Linked DNA regions of Mus musculus: region 2 is linked to region 1. Evidence: chromatin contacts called from public HiChIP or PLAC-seq data. All regions are on one chromosome and are shown on one strand. Each heading gives the region's core, a stretch centred on a gene start, on an enhancer-like site or on the middle of the called end of the contact. The rest is flanking DNA. Distances are from core to core; before and after follow the strand shown.

Region 1 (7,017 bases), core at 1,336-3,835:
AGATCATATCAAGTCATTGCTTTGTTGGAGGACAGGGACTGACAAGTTTTGGCTTTAAGACCAGGCCTGGCCACAGCCTTTGAGATATACAGTCCCTAGGCTAAGACTTGAGTTTAAGCTGTTAAAGGGTTGCTATGGAATCGGGGTAAGAGACTTACCTGTAAAGTCGGAAGTCCTTCTATCACTTTGCAGAGGGAGCCTGTGGGCTGGTGATACGGTCCTTACTATAGTGTCTCAGCTGAATGTTGTACTGTTTGGCCTGAGTGTCCCTGTTGTTCCTGACAAGCCCCACTGCCACCCATTCCTGTGAAGCAGAATTCCTGGAAAGGAGGTTTGTCTGCAAAGATTGAGTGACTAATCACAACGACATTGAGGTGGAGTGGTTACAAGGCTGCAGGTCTAGAGGCTAGTTATTTTATGATAGCCTAGTGTCAGCCCCTAAATATCCATTCATTGCCCACCCCAGTGTCAGAACTAACACTCTGTGACTAATAGATTAAAAAAAAAGTGTTGGAATCTATTAACTTTGCAGACCACTAGTGTCTTAGCTAGGGTTTTACTGCTGTGAACAGACACCATGACCAAGGCAAATCTTATAAAGGACAACATTTAACTGAGGCTGGCTTATAGGTTCAGAGGTCCAGTCTGTTATCATCAAGGTGGGAGCATGGCAGCATCTAGACAGGCATGGTGCAGGAGGAGCTGAGAGTTTTACATCTTCATCTGAATGCTGCTAGTGGAAGACTGACTTCCAGGTAGATAGGGTGAAGGCCCACACCCACAGTAACAGGCCTACTTCAACAAGGTCACATGTGCTAATAGTGCCACCCCTTGTTCCTGGCCCAAGTGTATAGAAACCATCACAACTAGCTTTCCCACCTCCAAAGCTAAGAATGGTATTTGAGGCCAACAGGAGAGAGTCCACCTTCTAGCTATAACAGCCTCTCTGACGTACTCACCAATGTATTTTAAATTGTCTTGATTTATGACTTTTTATGTTCTGCAACTATAAAGCTTCAAGTGCTTCCATGTGGGATCACGAAACCTGGGGTTACCCACTCAGGAGGCCTCAGAGGATTCCTCAAAATCCTTGTCCCCTGGGTGGCGGGCACTCAAATTTGGCTCCGAAGCACACCATCTCTTATTCCATTTGAGGTGAGAGCTTCGTTCTTTGTGCTGACATCTCACAAACGCTTAGCTGGATGGGGTGAAAAACCTTTGGCACGTCCACGGAGGCTTTGGACCCCTATTCTTGCTTTGCTGTGCTCTCTCTAGGCCAGTGGTTCTGAACCTTTCTAATGCTGTGACCCTCCTAAATAAAAAATAAATATTAAGTAAATAAAAATAAAATATTAAATAATGAATAAAAATTAAATAAATAAACTAAAAATTAAATAAATAAAAATAAAAATATTAGAGAAAAATATTAAATAAACAAAATAAATATATTAAAGAAGTAAAAATAAAATTATTACATAAATAAAAATAGTTTGTTACTACTTCATAAACTGTAATTTTGCTACTGTTATGGGTCATAATGTAAATATTTTTTTTGGAGCTAGAGGTTTGCCAAAAGGCTCGGGACCCACAGGTTGAGAACCCCTGTGCCTGGCAGTCTCCACCTGCTTCAACTGCCCTAATCAGTTGCCTGAAAGCCCAAACCAACATGCTCCCCAACAGTCAAGTCATGCTCAGACATTCCATTTGCACACTGAATCCCATTTGCAAAAGCTCCCATAGACCTGCTTTACTTGCGCCGAGTTCAGTTCAAAGCAATATTTGATTTTGCGACATTCACAATACCTAGCGGCTTCAAAGCAGTACCAGCTATAGGTGACCAGTACTGATGAAGGTGGGACATAGGGAGCATTCTGGGAGCCAAGGGAAAGAGTGCTGAAGGCTGACGCAGGTGGAAACGACCTATGTGGTGGTTCATACGAGTAAAACCACCTAATCAACCAATCAAACAAAAACCTCACAAAACCAGAAAGGACAGTGGGAAGCTGGCGTGCCAGCGGGTGCACATGGAGTTGTACGGGGTGGGTGGAACACTTTCGATCTTGCCTCGCTTTGAGTCAGCACACTTGGCAAGTCCGTGTTAACAGGCAAGCAGAGACTCAGCTTGGCACTGCACAGTTGAGCTCGCCCAGATGTAAAAACCGACCCAAGGCATCCTGCAGAAGCCGGAAAGGAGGAAGCTCCCTCGGAGATAACGGGAATTCCGCCAGACGTGACGTGGGGGCACACAGGGTAGAAGCGAGGATGAGGGTAAGGGAGCATCTGCAGGTGCGAAGCCGAGGAGAATCCAGTTTAGACAGGTCTGATGAGACCAAGCAAGGGTCACCAAGCTTGGGCATTGAGAAGGTGGGGTCAAGGAGCTCAGGCACGTGCGCCGCCCTCTGTCCTCTGCAGCTGCCTGAGAACCGAGGCAGAGGCGGCTCCCGCTATTGACAGCTACAGCGGCCCCGCCCTGCACCGCCGGGCGGCCCGGCACGCGGCCTTTTTCGTAGGAGGGCATTCGGCGGCGAGGCCCGCCCCTTTAAGTCGCGCGCCCCGGAAGTGGTCACGCGGCGGCGCCGGGGCCGGAAGTGGACGCGGCCGGCGGCGGCGGGCGGCCGGCTAGGAGCTGCCGGGGGCCGGCGGCGAGGAGGCGCGGGCTCAGCGGGCCCCGCGCTGCCTCGGGTGCCCATGGCGGGCGGGGGGCCGGGCCGGTGACGCCGGACGCCCATGGACGCCCCTGAGGAGCCACAGCCACCGGTGGTCTACACCATGGAGAACAAGCCCATCGTCACCTGTAAGTGCGGCGGGGCGGGCGGGCGGGGGGCGCGGCCGGGCTTGGCAGCTCCCATCTACGCGGACACAGCCGACCTCCGACCTTTCCGCGGGTGACCTCCGACCCGCTGTGCAGCCGACGCCAAGCTTTGGGTCCTGACCTGGGCGGTCTCCGGAGCAGCTCGTTCTGTACTGTCAGTGCTGCTAGGGATCGGGCCGGCCTTCCCCGTGGGTCGGCTCTCCTGCGCGCTGACCGCAGTCCGGTGGGCAGGCCCAGCTCTCCGCAGAGCGCAGGTGCTCTTCCTCTAGTGACTGTCAAGCCGGAGTGGCAGGTGGCCGGCCAGGCTTAGGAAGGAACCCAGCTCTGTCTGGTCCAATCATCCTGTGCTTATAGGCACTTTCCAGAGCTGCTCCACCAGCGAGTTCCCGCTCGGACATCCCCTTCCGCACTTGTTCCTTCTCCCACTGAATGCACACACACACACACACACACACACACACACACTCACACACAAAGATTGGTTTCTCTGCTACAGAAAAAGAAAACCCTCATTTTAAAGCATAATTTCAGAACGGAGTAGTTTTGCAAACTATGGACTCATGGGAAGTGTGGACGGGTTGGTTAACATTTTGACAGCTTTGCGGTGCTGTCTCTCAAAGGACAGGTGTGATACGTGGCTGTTGGCAGTTCAGTATGTGCTTGACCTTATGAATTTACTTTTTTCTAAACAGGAAGCATATTTGCAAAACCTGGTGCTAGGCCCCAGGGTTCCCAAGGTCTCCAGCACACCCTGCTCTGTTTTCTCCTTTGGGCCCTTGGATACATGGGCTCCTCCCAGTTCCTTCCTGTAACCGCATAGACATTTCATATTTAAAGACTTACATCTCTTTATTGCTAGATTAACTTTCTCAGGGATATGGATGTGTCTCCCATAAAGTTGGGAGACTTGCATAGTTCAGCAGTTAGTTGTGTGTGTTTTGTTTTTTTTTTTTTTTCTTCCCAGAATGCTTGGCAACTGAGAGGCTTGCCAAACCTCACCTGCAGGCAGGTGGACCGATGTGGCAGAGCTGGTCTGGAGGCTGCCCCGCCCTGCCCGGGTGCTCCTTGATCCCCTCAGGGAAGTTGCACCCTGTTCATGGTTGGATTCAATGTGTTCCAGGTCCTGAGAACTTTCCCCCAGTACTGTGCACAGTAGGAATTCTGGATGAGTACTTAGAACCCACAGGGACACCCACTTACTTGACTGCATCTCCCGACCCTTAGCTTTGAACATTGGCATCTTCATTGCCATAGACATTTTATCAGCATCCTGCTGAAGGTAAAGTTGCAAGCTCAGCGGCATCGGCTGTGGCTAAGGAGAAAGGGTTAATTACTCTGGTAGCTAGTACTTGGAAATGTGTGCTATTTAATGTCTTACCTTCCTGTGTGCAGGACAGCTGCAGGGTGCCTTCCTGTAGGCCTGTTGGAGTTTGGGTGTTGGTGGGGGATTCCCATGGCTTTGGGGTAGCATCATAAGAAAGTGTGCTGATGGTGTCCCCAAGTTGGAGGGCACAGCTCTTCACTGGAATTTCAGAAAACAAAGTCGTTTTAGAGAAATGTAAAAGCAATCTCTTTAAAATAAAAGGCTTTTTTTTTTTTGACACTCAGGAAATCTGACTTAGTATACACTCAGTGGCATTTTTATGTTTCTGGGGCTGCAGCTTTGGCAAGCACTTATCCTGGTTCCACCTTATTCCTTCTTTATCTTGTTATGTTTTAAAGGAGAAGCTAACGAACTCAGTTCAGAAATCTACCCAAAGGCCAGTTCACTCTTCACAACACGTCAATACTGTGTATATGGTTCTCTTAGTGTTTGCTCCCCAAACAATCTGTTTTATCGTATTAAAAAATTCATACTTTAGATCTCCTTCAACACTCACCTAGCCAGTCTGAGTTCACTTTAAAAAGCAGAGCTCATGTTTATCATTGTGTGTGTGTGTGTATACATATATGGTGTATGTGCAGGCTTGTGCACCTGTGGAGAACAGAGATCAGTCTCAGGAATTGGTCCACCTGAGCTGTCTTCCTGGACTTTTTGTTGTTTGTTTGTTTGTTTCTTCATACAGTGTCTCTCCCTGGAACCCCGGGTGTCTTAGTTAGGGTTTTGCTGCTGTGAACAGACACCATGACCAAGGCAAGTCTTATAAAAACAATATTTAATGTGGGGCTGGCTTACAGGTTCAGAGGTTTAGTCCATTATCATCAAGGTGGGAGCATGGCAGCATCCAGGCAGGCATGGTACAGGAGGAGCTGAGAGTTCTAGGTCTTCATCCAAAGGCTGCTAGTGGAAGACTGACTCCTAGGCAACCAGGGTGAGAATCTTAAGCCCACACCCACAGTGACACACCTACTCCAACCAGGTCACACCTCCAAATGGTGCCATTCCCTGGCCCAAGAATATACAAACCATCACACCGGGCTTCACCAGTTATGCTAGTCTGCCTCTAGAAATTATACTGTATCCACCTCCCCATTGCTGGGGTTACAAGCCTGTGACCATAGCATGATTGTCACGTGGGTTCTAGGGACCCAAACTTGGGTCCTCATGCTTCCTGGGCAAGCATTTTATGAGCTGTTTTATCTTCCCAGCCTCATATTTTCCTCTGGACAGTGACTGGTGCTAGATTAGGGGCGTGAGAGGAACGGAAAGTCCTCAAAGGTTGGGGGGAGACAGAATCAAGTCTTGCTCAAAAATGTTCCTGAGTTATTTTAATATTGTTTTGGGACTGCATAGAAGTTTTGGTAGGTTTTAGCCATCATTGAAAGATTCTGTTTTTGTTTTTGTTTTGTTTTGTTTTTCGAGATAGGGTTTCTCTGTGTAGCCCTCCCTGGCTGTCCTGGAACTCACTTTGTAGACCAGGTTGGCCTCGAACTCAGAAATCCGCCTGCCTCTGCCTCCCAAGTGCTGGGATTAAAGGCGTGCCCCTCATTGGAAGATTCTTAACATCTTGTCTTGTGGGCTATGGTGGGGAGAGACTACCTCTGCTGAGAGGATCTGTGTGGTGCAGGGTGCCAGCTGGGGAAGCCCGCTGCAGTGGCTTGGATGATGAATCACCTAGTCAGAATAATCTGATGCTTACTATACAATTTTTTAATCATGAGAGATGCTTAGAGATACTGAAAACCAGCTGATCCATTTGTTGTCAGTTTAGGTTTTAGCTTAGTTTCCTCTCTCCTCCTCAAAACCAGGTGTGTGTGTGTGTGTGTGTGTGTGTGTGTTTGTTTGTTTTAGAAAAAAAGAGACATGTTCCTGTTACTGTATGTTCATTCAGTGGAGATAGTTGATGTCCTCTAGTCTATAGCTTTCCTCTGTGACTAGCACATGAAACATGGAGCAATGAAACATCGAGTAGATAATGGTTCTCTCCAGACGACTGACTTTCACTAGGGACATGTCTAGGACCATACATTTTGAAAGGAGAAAGAAGACAACAGAAACAAGCCAATCTGCATGCAGAGTTTTGTACCTGGTTGGAGTTGATCTTTCCCCTATAGATCAGAGTTTATAGATTTGTATTTCCTACCCAGTCTGAAAGTACAAAAATAAAGTAGCTGTGAAGTGTGTTTTCTTAGAATTAGTAAACATAAGTGCAGGTGGCAGTAGGCAGCAGCCAGTGACTGAGCAGTGAGAGGAGCCTGAAGAGGTCTGCAGACAAGCTAGGCAAGAAGAGGGCATCAGTACTCACCTGCCCACCTCCCCAAGTGGTGGGGATGGAACCTAGGCTCTGACATTCGCCAGCAGTTGCTCAGCTGTGGTGCTGTATATTCAGCCCTGTCTTGACTTTTTCTCACTTAAGATGCCCAGGCTAGTCTTGAATTTGGTTCTTTTGTCTAAGCCTTTCAAATACCTGAGATTACAGGACTGCTACAGCAAGCCTAATACAATTATGTGTACGTGTGCCGTTTCTGCCTGTGCTGGTCAGGAGTACTTGTGTCTTCAGGACCATTTGGGCATTTTTATTCTTGAGGGACTTCAACTATGAAATGGATAGTTAAGTTAGAGGAGAGAATAAATGCGAAAGAAGCTAAGAAGAGACCTCTAAACCTTTTCTGGTCTCAGTGCCTTGAATATCACAGTTGTTTAAGGCACCTGGTTATTGCATTCAGTAAGCCCTTCGGTCTGTCTGAGAAGTCACACAGGGTTGCTGTACTAGGAGAGTTCTCTACTGGGATACAGTGTGCTCACATGGATGACATGGTTTTGT
Region 2 (7,017 bases), core at 2,582-5,081, 85 kb before region 1:
CTTAGAGATCTGTTTGTAGGTTATCTCAGTCCTCCTGCCTCAGTTTCTGAGTGCTTGTGCTATATGAGTCACACTGGATTGGTTTGCTTTGTGTTTAGGTTCTTTATCAAGTTGAGGACATTTTCTTCTATTCCTCATGTTTCTAAAGGTTTTAACTTACGATGGTGATGGTGGTGGTGATGATGGTGGTGGTAACGACGATTTTCAGGATGGGACACCACACATTTACAGGTCATCCTGCACAGTGGCCTTGCTAACCTCAGGGTTTGTATTGCTGATGTCCATGCTCATTTTGGCTTTTTAAACCATGTCTATAAATGATGTTACCATCTTAACCCTTTGATTGCACTCCGGCTTTCCCGTGGAGACCTAGCCTAGCCTTACTCTTTGATGAGCTACTCGATAATCTTCCTGAGGCTCTGTCTATGGTCACACGTGACATCTGAGGAATTTTCCAGTAACAACAGCTCTTTTTCTCTCTCTCCAGCCCCACTCCCCTTTTTTAAATAATGAGAAGATTAGACTAGCCTCAGATGTGCAGGAACGGGCCTCTCCTACTTCTGTTTTTCTATTTTTCTTCATGTCTTGAGAGAGTTTGAGACACTGGGCTCCTGCTCTGGATGTTCATTCACAGGGTCTGCCGGGGCTCTCTGAGCTTGGGTAACTTTTTCTTTTGACTGCTGGTGTGTGACTCCCAACTTGTTTTTCTAGTTCCTAAGAAGTCTCAATCATGACTACAGTGTCTTTTTGAGTCTTACATTTTTTAAAAATCAGATTTATTTATTTAATGCATGTGAGTGTTTTGCCTGCATGTATGTATGTGTGCTTTATGTGTGCATATAGATGGTTGTGAGCACCAAGTGGGTGTTGGGAACTAAATATGGGTCCTCTGTAAGAGCAGTAAGTGCTCTTAACCATTGAGTGATCTCTCCAGCTCCCTTCTTTTTTTTTTTTTAATATTTTTTTTGAAGGGTGAAAGCGGGTGGAGTAGCGTATCTCTATGTAGATCAGGCTAGCCCAGAACTCCCTATGTAGCCCAGGCTGGCCTATATTTTGTGATATCCAGATATAACAGTCCTTGGTCCTTGATGCCCATACAAGGTATCACATGATAGCTTTGCAAGGGGCTGTTAGGTGTCACTCATTTTATGGAGTCCAAGTAAAGGAGAGGCACTTTCCTTAGTCTGGTATGTTCAGTAAGTTTTTGGGCATGGTTTTCTGCTATAATTTATATTTCCCTGGGCCCCTACAGTCTCAATTCACCTCAACAACGTATAGGGTGGCATTCTTTCTGTTCTTAGAAATAAGTTATTTATCAGTCTGCTGAATACCTATTGGGTACAGTTTCGGGGTTCACTCAGGGGCAGTCATCATCCTCCCTCAAAACGGAGTCAAAGCTGCTTCTGAAATGAAGTCTTCCTGTCTCTTTGGAAGGCCACGCTGTACAGTCTTGAGTCACTTAGAGCAGAGCACGGCCTGACATCTGCACTTGGAGAGAGAGCCTTTTCAATTGAAAATTGACCATCTTAATGTCTGAAAACTTTTATTTTACTTTTATTTTTGGTCTCACTGTGTAGCCCTGACTATCCTGGAACTCCATATGTAGATCAGGCTAACCCCACAGAGATCCACCTGCCTCTGCTTCTGCTAGGATTCAAGGTATGTGTCGCCATGCTCGGCTTGACAAGATAATTTAGAGCCCCCTCCCCCCTCCTGCAGCTTCACACCAGCCCTTTACATAATTTCTGAATGACAATGTCATTTTTTTCCGTTTGTGGTTTGTACCCTGTCCCCTGCCATGGATGGAAGCCTTACCAAAAGGCAAAACTGAGCATGGCTTCAGTGTTTGGGAAGACTCAAGAGCCTGAGGACCATCTGTCACAATCAGTTCCCTCTCCTAACATGCCGCTGTGTCGCTAACTCTGTCTTATTTACAGTAGTCACAAGTCTCTTGTCCTTAGTAGTTGGTCAGGAGACCAGCTCTTGCTCTGTCGCCCTGGCTGGCTCCTGCCCTCGTGACCTTTCCTGCCTCTGACTCCTAAGGCTGAGGCTGCAGACATCTGTACTCAGCCTTCCCACTTTCTCTTCTATGTGCAGTTTTTATTTTCTTTTATTTCATTTTGTTTTATTTTTATTATTATTATTTTTTTAATGGAACTGGGGCTTGAGTTTGTCTGTCCCTAGACTTGTATATGAGAACCTGAACTAGCCAGGCATGGTGGCACACGCCTTTAATTCCAGCACTCGGGAGGCAGAGGCAGGCAGATTTCTGAGTTTGAGGCCAGCCTGGTCTACAAAGTGAGTTCCAGGACAGCCAGGGCTACACAGAGAAACCCTGTCTCGAGAAAAAAAAAAAAAAAAAAAAAGAACCTGAACTTCAGTCTCTGGAACCTACATAAAACTGCTGGGCATGGTGGTGTTGCCATAATGAAAGATTTGGGAGGCAGAGATGAGGGGATCCGAGGGACACAGGTGCCGGCTGGACTGTGAGGTTTCAAACTAATGAGAGACCTTGTTTCAAAGGAGGTGAGTGGTGTTTCTTTTGTTTCGTTGTTTCTTTCTTTGTTTTTCTTTCTTTCTTTTTTGTTTCTTTGTTTCTGTTTCTTTTCTGAGACAGTGTATCACAATGTAGCCTTGACTGGCCTAGAACTTGCTCTAGACCAGACAGGTCTTGAAGTCAAAGAGATTTACCTGCTTCTGACCCCCTGGTAGTGATTATAGTAAAGGTACACTGTCCTCAACTGTTTTAAGTTTATTTTATTATGTATGAGTGGTGTGTGTGTGTGTGTGTGTGTGTGTGTTCTGCCTGCATGCATGCTTGTACACCATGTGCCTAGTGCCTGCAGGGCCTAGAAGAAGGTGTCGGATCCCTTAGAACTGGAGTTAACACATGATTGTCAGCTACCACGTGCATGCTTAGAATTGAACTTGATGTCTTAGGGAAGAGCAACCAGTGCTCTAAACCACTGAGCCATCTCTCCAGCCCTAGTGGGTACCATTTCTGAAGTTGACACTTAAGGTTGTCTTCTGGAGTGTACATACACACACATATCTTAGAGGCAAAAATAAACCATCCTGGCTGGGATCGATTTGGTCAGTTAAAGGGTGCAGAAGAGATCAGTATATTCAAAGACAGAATGCTTTGAAAAGCACAAAAGACAAAGAAGACATCAGTGGGACTATGACGAGTGGGAAAGAACATAAAGGTCTCCCATGCTAGGAAAAAGCAAGGCCTTGAATTTTTCCAAATTTGGTGAAAATTTAAATCCAAGAAACTTACCAAACCCTACTCTGAAGAAGCAAGGCAGTCCACAGTGCCACGTCCCAAGTGAGCTGCTGCAGCCATGCTGGTGGGCTCCTGTCACTACCGAGGGGCAGAGCTAGTAGTGGAATGGATTTTCCTCGGGAGTATATGGCCCAACGATAGTGTAGAGGCAACCTAAAATACTGGAAAGTGGCCAGGCAGGGTGACATGAGCCTCTAATCCCAGCAATAGGGAGGTCGAGGCAGGAGGATCATGAGTTTGGAGCCTGTTCTCTTCTCTTGAGGACACTAAGACTCAAGACCTGATCGCTGTCAAAGACACTGCTGTCTGCACTGTCATGGTGGGGTAGGGACACAGACACTCGCTCTACTGCACTCATCCAGCAAAATGGTCTTTGGCCTTAAGAAAGAGAGAGCCCTCACAGAAAGAGCGATTGTGTGATTCCACTTACATGAAGTTGCTAGAGTTTCTAGTGTGAAGACAGAGAGCATCCTGGGTACTGAGGGCTCGGCTGCTAGCTTATGGGAGAGGCTGGGTATCCATCTGGAAGATGGGAAAGCTCTGTGGGTGGAGAGTACCAACGGCTTCACAGCCATGCATACGTGCCTCAGACATGCTCAAGATGGTCAGTCTTGTGCAGGGTTTGCCACAGTTTAAAATGGACATTTTGGCAAAGTGATCCTTAAGGGCTGGGGTGTGGTGTGGCGTGGTAGAGCTAACGGGCCAGAGGAGCCCAGTGTGTAGAGTGGGGAGATGCTCCATCATGCACACAAGCTGGGCAGTGGCTCTGGGTAGGACAGCCCCTGGCAGAGGGAGGCTGTTCTGTTCTGGCAGATGCAGCAGCCCAGTTCCATTGCTTAGGGACCTGCAGGTCTCTGCAGTGGTCCCCGGTGTCCTGGAATGTAACTGGTGCCTGTCTCTGGGTTTTTTCATTTATGAGTCATCTGCGAACCTCCTGCTATGCAATGGAAGTGCAGGCTCAACTTCCTGAACTCCAGGGGCATGATCCTGGGATTGGCTTGAGTCCCTAGTGAAGTTCTTGCCTAGCGCTGTTTGCCTGCTTCGAGGGAAATGCCTCTCCTAAGCCCTGTATGCCACATTCATGACCATGTCCTCTTCTTCTAGGCCCTGCAGGTCGGACACCCTTGAGGACAGCCATCGCCTGGCCCTGCTAGCCTGTGCCTTGGTAAGTGAAGAGGGCATGGTGGGTTTCATGAGTTTGTTTCTGCATGTCTCTATGTGTGTCCTGGGTACAGCTTAGGTGTGGGTCCCCTGTGTGACATAGCCAGCTCCTGGTAGTGGAAGATCTTTGACCCCAGTTCATACCTAGGTTAGATAGGGATACTGGGACAATCTGAGCCCTGGGCATGGCTAGGCCTTAATATGCCTGCTGATTTTCTTAAAGGGCAAGCATTTTTATACCCTCTATGGTCAGGAGGCATCTATATCTGTCATATATATATGTGTGTGTGTGTGTGTGTGTGTGTGTGAGAGAGAGAGAGAGAGAGAGAGAGAGAGAGAGAGAGAGAGAGAGAGAGAGAGAGAGAGAGAGAGAGACCAGTGAAGAGCTGGTGAGATAGGATGTTGGTGAGCCAGAGTGGCTACCAGGACACAGCTCTCACATGCAATCCCCTCAACAGAATGGCCCCAGAAGCACACCAGCCTCCTTGAGACCAGCTGATAGCCACTTACCGGGACCTGAAAGCTTGTGGCCCTGGGGTCAGAGTTGCTTCCTGATAGAAACAGAGCAGGTGCATCTCCTTCTGGAGGCCACAGGGGCTGATGTTGGTTGATATTAGCTGGGTCAGTCCGGCAGTGGGTTCTGGGTCACAAGGCCTGAGAATAGAGCCTAACGTTCTATGTGACAGGGGTGGGACATCTCTGCCTATTCCCATGCCCTCATCCTTTGGAGCTTCATGCCATCCCCAGAGCCTTTTAATGAAGGAGCTTGAACCACAGGCTCATCCTTCATGGTCAAACCTGGATCAGGTGGCTTCCTGCCTTTCCTCCATGACCCAGAAGATATCTGTAGAGTGGGTGCTGTCTGTCATGCAGATCTCTTGGTTCAGACTGCAGGGTCATGGTTTAGGTCAATGTCCCAGTTCTTGGCAGGCAGTGGGTGGGTAGTTTAGCTTTCTGGGACAAAACTGTATCCAAGAATATTCTGAAATCCACTATTTTATTTACGACATCAAACATATTTTGAATAAGTAGGAGCTATGCCTTTGCAATAATACATTCCTATTATCCCGGCACTTGGGAGGCTGTGGCAGGGGCATCATGTGGTTTGGGCCTGTATGGACTGCAGAGTGAGATCCTGGCATAAGCCCTCCCTCCTTAGTCCAAAATAGATCTAGGATTGTAGCAACCAAATTCTAGTCTCACACTTTTTCTGTTTATAGTTATGATTTCCTGAAGACAGTATCTAACTTTTCCTTTGTTCCCCAGTTGGATAGCTAGTCCCATAGGGTACCCACAGCAGTTCTGACTGACTGGCGCTCGGGGCAGTCCTTCTCCTGGTAAACACACACACACACACACACACACACACACACACACACACACACACTCACGCTCTTGGTGTTTCTGCAAAGTGAGCACTGCTTACACAGAACTACATTCTCGAGAACCAGTACTCCTCACCAAAGACACAGAGATTCTAAAGTCATGTACCACCATGGTTAATTGTATGTGTGGCCAGAGATTGCCCAGATGGGACAGTGCAGATGCTGTGACCCTTCTGAGTCTGGGGGCAGGGGTAGACAACTGCTTGGCAGAGCTCTGTAGAAAATAAGTTGTGAGAGGCACTGAGTGTACCTCACCATGGGGACATGGACTCTGGTTGTATCACATCTGAGGGCTGGGAAATGAGGTGGGAGAAGTGCCTGAGGTTGGACATTGGTGGACCTGGGAAGCTAGGAGTGAGGCCTAAACTGGATCGGGGGTCAGCTCAGTGCCCACAGCCCACTGATGCTCGACTCCATGAGAGGCAAGACAGGAACAGCACACAGATTATCCCACTGCGAATGTTGACATTTATAGTAACACATTCTTCCTACAGCTGGCATCTCTTGGAAGCTTGCAAGGGCCAGCAAGTCGTGTCAGTGATTCTTATCACTTCCTTAGGAGCTGGACAACTGAGTCTGACCACAGGAAACATGGCAGAAGGGAAGAACTGACCTGTGTGTTGTCCTTTGACCACCGCATGCATGCTATGGCATGCAACACCCCAAAATAAATATAAATATAAAAAATAATAAATGAGGCTGGAGAGATAGCTTAGCAGTTAAGAGCACTGAGTGCTCTTCCAGAGGTCCTGAATTTAATTCCCAGCAACCACATGGTGGCTCACAACCATCTGTAATGGGATCCGATGCCCTCTTCTGGTGTGTCTGAAGACAGCTGCAGTGGACTCATATACATAAATAAATCTTCAGAAAAAAATAATAAATGCAACCATTCAAATAGCTAGTAAACATCTGGAAAGGTGCATGCTTCGGGGTCACAGCACAGTGTGGGGTGCTGGAAGACCGGACATTCGGAGAGCCCTGCAGTAGGAGGAAGTACTGTGAAGTTCTGGACCTTGCTGAGACTCTCTAGGGTATGCAGGAGACCTTACCTAACAGCATAAAATAATTGGCCAAAAGGGATTTGCCAGCCAAATTAGGAGTCGGGAGGGGGTGGGGGATAGGAGGCAGTGTGTGTGTGTGTGTGTGTGTGTGTGTGTGTGTGTGTGTGGTCACCCAGGGACA

What was found. HiChIP or PLAC-seq counts read pairs in DNA pulled down with a chosen protein or histone mark.
Region 2: an HNF4G HiChIP or PLAC-seq map of pancreatic cancer cells shows a contact between it and region 1. The contact joins the enhancer-like site here to the promoter of Trappc10 in region 1. A contact is called at or near these places in 1 of 15 datasets of contacts at CTCF or cohesin (CD8 T cells), 2 of 115 datasets of contacts at active chromatin or transcription factors (embryonic stem cells and pancreatic cancer cells) and 3 of 9 other capture datasets (adipose tissue, liver and pancreatic islet).

Annotation. Positions count from the first base shown.
Region 1 is chr10:78,240,213-78,247,229 of GRCm38.p6, reverse strand. Trappc10 (trafficking protein particle complex 10) reads left to right here and starts at 2,585. Exons shown (of 23, transcript NM_001081055.2): 1 at 2,585-2,794. The coding sequence starts at 2,728.
Region 2 is chr10:78,326,710-78,333,726 of GRCm38.p6, reverse strand. It overlaps Agpat3 (1-acylglycerol-3-phosphate O-acyltransferase 3), which reads left to right. Exons shown (of 10, transcript NM_053014.3): 2 at 4,391-4,451. Among named protein-coding and RNA genes, the nearest start is that of Mir7659, 10 kb to the left of the region's middle. Within about 2 kb of position 3,831, at least 32 of the 459 cell types and tissues checked have an H3K27ac peak or open chromatin away from gene starts, as enhancers often do. A contact at or near this core is called in liver and pancreatic cancer cells, where this site is marked.